Regions from separate parts of the Xenopus tropicalis genome. Here region 1 is linked to region 2. The links are chromatin contacts, called in public Hi-C maps. All regions are on one chromosome and are shown on one strand. The core of a region is the stretch at or near the end of the contact, and the rest is flanking DNA. Distances in the headings are between cores, read along the strand shown.

The links. A called contact is a pair of places that touch in the nucleus more often than the background predicts.
Region 1: a contact with region 2 is called in a Hi-C map of liver, with 4 times the contacts expected there. The contact joins the enhancer-like site here to the promoter of kiaa1671 in region 2.

The regions. Positions count from the first base shown.
Region 1 is chr1:147,739,072-147,741,934 of UCB_Xtro_10.0, reverse strand. The region is part of intron 6 of kiaa1671; the gene reads right to left. Among named protein-coding and RNA genes, the nearest start is that of crybb3, 22 kb to the left of the region's middle. Within about 2 kb of position 1,489, at least 4 of the 11 cell types and tissues checked have an H3K27ac peak or open chromatin away from gene starts, as enhancers often do. A contact at or near this core is called in liver, where this site is marked.
Region 2 is chr1:147,646,857-147,649,647 of UCB_Xtro_10.0, reverse strand. It overlaps kiaa1671, which reads right to left and starts at 1,491. Exons shown (of 12, transcript XM_002932085.5): 1 at 1,321-1,491. It overlaps tmem211 (transmembrane protein 211), which reads left to right and starts at 1,532. Exons shown (of 5, transcript NM_001114074.1): 1 at 1,532-1,724.

The DNA of each region.
Region 1 (2,863 bases), core at 240-2,739, 92 kb before region 2:
TTATTGCTTATGTTCCTATTTGGTCCCTCACTAATTGATATTCCAGTTTCTCACTCAAACAACTGCCTGGTTTCTAAGGTAAATAAGTCCCTTGCAACCAAATAGCTACTGAAATACTAAACTGGAGAGCTGCTGAGCAAAAACTAAAATTGGAAAAAAAAAATATGGAGGACCCCCTTTTAGACTCTTTAATAGCCCAACACCTACTCTCAAAAGACACACTTTACAATGACCTGCTGGTGCCAACACATCCTTAGTTCTCCGAGCATGGAGAAGCGGTGTCAGAACACTGACAAGACTGCGGTGTAGGTTATTGACCCCAACAGCAAAATTTTTTTAGTCCAAACCCCCCAAAACCTTGCACAGGGTTATGATTTATAAACAGACAAATTTGGACCTGGGCAGTAACACATGGCAACCAATTAGATATTTGTTTCCATTGCTTTACCAGTAGCTGGCTGAAAGAATTCTAAACACTGATTGGTTGCTATGGGTTACTGTCAAGGTGCCAATTGGCCCAGTGTTTATAAATAAGCGGTTATCAGGTACAATAATCCTGGTCATCTACAGCAGCACCTCAATCCAGCCTTGGGGAACTGTTACAGGAAACACAACAGCAAAATGGATAGCACTGCAGGGTCAGAGAACTGAGAACTGGGCTCCTGGGTTCAATCTCATTAGGCGTGTAATGTATAAACTGCATATATTTGCACTGGTTACCTATTACCTGTATATTACCTGGCATTAGATAACACGATGTATGCATTAGTGTGGCTGCTGTGCAACCACTTTCTGAGAGCTCTGTATATGCGGATGAATAAAACCAGCTCTACATCGATTAGGCTCAATAAGGCTAAAGCCTGTCTATCAGACTCCTGTGTGAAGCATTATGGAATATGCCCTATATAAATATATGTATGTATAAATGTATAAATAATGGTAGCACTGTGGTGCAATGGTTAGCACTGCTGCCTTGCAGGGTTAGAGTCCTAGGTTCAATGCCAGACAGAGCACTACCTGCAATGTGTATGTATTTTCTTACCCTTGGCTGTGTAGTTTTCCTCCTAGTATTCTGGTTTCAAACATTCAAAAGAATGTTACAGGGACTAATGTTTTAGGGACTAATATAATAAAGAACAATAATAAACAATGAATAAGAATAACAGTCTATGGAAATATCTTAACTGATTCTAGCAATATCACAGTCTGAACGGCAATATTGATTAGCATAGAACTCTTGCGCACATACATGTAATACATTAGCCTTTAGCTCATAGCAATATGTTGGTGCTTAACTAATACAATACAATAATTATAAGAGTGATAAAACCTCCTTACAAATACATTTATTATTTGCTTTAAAGACGCTGTTGGGGCGGAAACTGTAATTGGAGAGGAGTACACAGACCTTATCTGCTCCCCTTCCATAATGTTCCATTTGCAGTAACTACGCACATATGTTATTCCCGGCCTGTCTGCCTAACACAGGAATTCAGCACTGACTGATCCTATAAACAAGGGTGATGAGATAAGCTGATCTCTTTTAGGGCAGTGTCACACACAGAGCATTTTTGCTGCTGGCATTGATACATAACTTTTGCACTTATCTCTGGCCTACTAGGGAAGTGGATATTGTTTCCCAAAGAGACTGCCCTTCTGCTTGTGTAAATATTTGAATTTAGCAGTGAGGTAAGGGTACAAAGCCACACACATCAGCTGCCGCTTACTCCCTGAGGTAACAGTGTCAGCAGCGGATTCATGCACTAGGGACACTGAGCCCCTATCATCACAATAACCAAGTCATTTTTTTATGCAAGTAGTTAAAAATAGCAGTCCAACACAGCGCCCTTGGATGTTTCAGTAATGCTTTATAAATACTATTAAGCATAACAACAATGACCAAAGCCTCCTGCATATAGGGGTCAAGGGTCTTTCAAAGAGCCCAAACTTGAGGAAGCAGTTTATTCAACTAAAATAAATAGCAGAGGGGAAAAAAATATCTGCAAAGTGTTTGTAAGATCTTTTTCAAGCTGTAATAATCAGCTTGAAAAAGGAACTAGAATGTTCTGAAAGCTTGCTATGATTATCTTAGTTAGCCAATAAAGGTATTACCTTTAACTCTTTTACTGCCAAGCACGTATGGCATACGTGCTGGCAGTAAAAGGGCTAAAACGCCAACGACGTGTCTCATACGTCGTTGGCGTTTAAGTGCTGCTCTCTGCAGCGGCGGCATGTGCCGCCGCTGCAGAGAGCTTCTAACAATGACAGCCCCCCTGGGCAATGTGCCAGGGGGGCTGTCATCAGGGTCCTGCGAGCCGATCGCTCGCAGGACCCTCCAGGAAGCAGCAGACGCGATCGCATCGCGTCTGCTGCTTCCTGCTTCCTCCCTCTCCCCCAGCGTCGGCCCAACTGAGGAAGGAGGCGATCGGTCTTCAGGAACAGGTAAGGAGTTTTTTTTTTTCTTGCATTTACACACTTTTACACACATTTACATACATTTATACACACTTACATACATTTACACACACTTACAGCACACATTTTAACATTTTTTATTTTTATTTTTTATTTTTTTTTTTTTCATTTTTCACACTTTTATACACTTATTTACACTCATATACACACTTACACACTATCACACAACTTTTACACATGTACACACATGTATACACAAACACTTTGGTTTTTTTTTGTTTTGCTTTTTTTTTTTTTTTTTTTTCATTTTACCACTTTGTTTTTATTTTCTTTTACCTAAAAACTGTTTATTTTGACAGCGTAACTATTGGATCAGATATTCTGGCCACTAATTACACTGTCATGTAACTTATTTTGTTGTTTCACTGATTTGCACAATTTTTGTGGT
Region 2 (2,791 bases), core at 242-2,741:
CTCTCTGCCACTGAAGGAAGTATCCTGCACTGCACATTGTCAGCAATTGGCATATTTGCATACACAAAGCTTCATAAGGGGGCGAGCAAACATTACCTGCAAAAAAAGGAATTTTATCTTTTGGCATCTTTCTTATAACTTTACAATAATTACAAATTACAATAGTTGCTTTTCAAAATCTGTATTCCACCGAGAGATGAAAATATACATTTGCCAGTTTCAGGGCCGCTGCTGGCCAAATGGGTGCCCTAAGCAGAAATTTACTTTTGTGCCCCCTCCCCCAAATATTACGGAAGTAAAAATAAAATAATTAAAAAAAAAACACCTACTATAGGGGCCCCATAGTAAGTGCCCCCAATAGCCCCCATAGTAAGTGCCCCCAATTGCCCCCATAGATAGATTGAACTATCCGGGACAGCGGGATGCGCTATAAAAACCGGCGGGACAGTGTTGGGGGGTATGTTATAATATATAAAAATGTTTTTTTTTTTTTGGAGCAGCTGGGATTGTGCCCCCCTGGGAGTTGGTGCCCTATGCAGACTGAGTACTCTGCTTATAGGGAGCGGCAGCCCTGGCCAGTTTACAAAAAGGATGGGGTATCATACAAGTAACTCAGATGGGCTTAAATTCCTCTGTATCCCAAGCTACTGGTGACAGAAATCAGGGCCTTGCGTTCTGAATTGAAATGCCTGGCGTGCCCACAAACACAGGCTATTTATAGTACCTCTATGCATTTTTATTAGCCAATTACATTTTATTGAACATATGATTTTCTATATTACATTTATAGAACTGGCTCCAATGTTTATTTCATATAACTAACATGTGTGCTGTACCTATTGCCTTCTCCTTACAGTTATCTGATTTATAAAAGGGAAATCCCAAGCTGTTGCTCTTGAACTACAACTCGAACCCCTCCAGCTGGAGACAATGTGGATGAAGAGAGAATGGGGGCTGGGGGCTGAGTATGCACGAATTAGAATTTCGGATTGTTTCCGTATAGGAACAAATAACAGGAAATGTAATTAAGCACAGGTGTAACTGTATGTAGGTACGTACCAACACATTAGAGGGTATGCCCGTATGACACATGTATAACACAAGCATTTCTATAATACAAGAATTACAGCAATAACCTGAAGTGCTAAGCAAAAGGAACAACAGGCTCCTAATGAGAAGTTTTCCTATAAGTGACAGTTTCCCAGAAGATTTATATGTGAGAGTTACTGCCCCTTTATTGTCCGGTTACCCCTCGCCCCGCACAGCGAATGGAAAGTTTCATGTGCTACGTTACAGTTTGGCACTTACACACTTATTTACCTGTTTTTGTCCCGCTTCCCACGTACACTCTCTATAGGATTCTCCGCTCACCGTCCTCCTTCCTCTTTCTCCATGTTCCACCTGCCCTAACAGGGGAAGCTCCGCCCGACCAACCCAACCTGCTCCTGCTCCACGCTGTCCCCGCCCACTCCCCTTGCTGGTTTGCCACAAGGAACTCCAAGCCCAGGACAAAGGGCGCGCAACCTAGCCTGTTGTGTGGCTGGATAGGGGCGGGGTTAAGGGTTGGAAGCGGCTTTGTTAACATGGCAACCTGTGGCTGCTGCTGGAATAGAAATGTGGCGTGTCTGTAGCGCCACCCCTTGGTCACTCAACTTGGACGCAGAACAAATGAAGTTAGTTGTACGACATCTGCTGATAATCCGAGTCCCACCGCTTTAGCAGAGGTATGGGCACAGATATAGGGAACACTGCCAGCTCATTTTTTTTTTCAAACTGTGGGAATAAAAACTGGTGCGCAATTAAATGACTTCCCTAGGCGACACAGCACATCAGTTTGTGTGTAAGTACCAGGGGCAAAAGATGGAATTACAAGGACAGACTTAGGCACCCTAAATCTGTATGATTTGTATGCATTGCACAACTTTTGTTTGTATTTTTTAGGTGGGGGAAGGGGGGGCAGTTATGATGATGCTTTTTTTTTTTTTAAATTGTCTTTTAATCAATTGTAGGGACCCATAGGAACTGAGCTCCCTATGGCTTTAGCCCTACACTGTGTTATCTGCTGTTACTGAGCAGATTGTAATGTTGCCACTTTAGTTATGTGTCACTATGCACTTATTGGCCCTTAGTTAGGATGACCACTTCCTGCACACTGTAATATAGTGATTTGCAGGGTGTGGGCACTTCCACTTTGGCATTCCTATCCTTCAGAACAGGTTGCACATTGAGCCTGGGTTCTCAACTGGGCCCAGAAGCCTGTGCCCTAGAGGAAGCCAATCCATCTAGTGATTCTAAGTCGGGGATCAGGGACCCCGTGAATGAGGTGTAGTCATTTGCAGGTTAGACTTTGTTATAGCACGCTCTAGGAGTGTGACTTAGTTCAGGGCTATTTAGTATGAGCAGCTATACGCTCCCACATGGGAGAAAATAGAGCAGGGGGCTCAAACTCAATTTACCTGGGGGCCGCAGGAGGCAAAGTCAGGATGAGGCTGGGCCGCATAAGGGATTTCACAAAAAAATGTCGGGAGCTGCTGATTGCGGAAATGACGTTATGCCATCATAGTGCTGGGCGGTATGACCAAAAATTTATATCACGGTATTTTTCAAAATTATATCGGTATCACGGTATTTGACGGTATTTTTTTTCCCCATGCATGATTAGGTGACCACCCCAAACACCCGCCACCCGCACCCCCCCCCGCCACCCCAAACACCCCCCCATCCGCACGCAGCCCACCCACCCCCCCATCCGCACGCACCCCCCCATCCGCACGCACCCCCCCCACCCCCC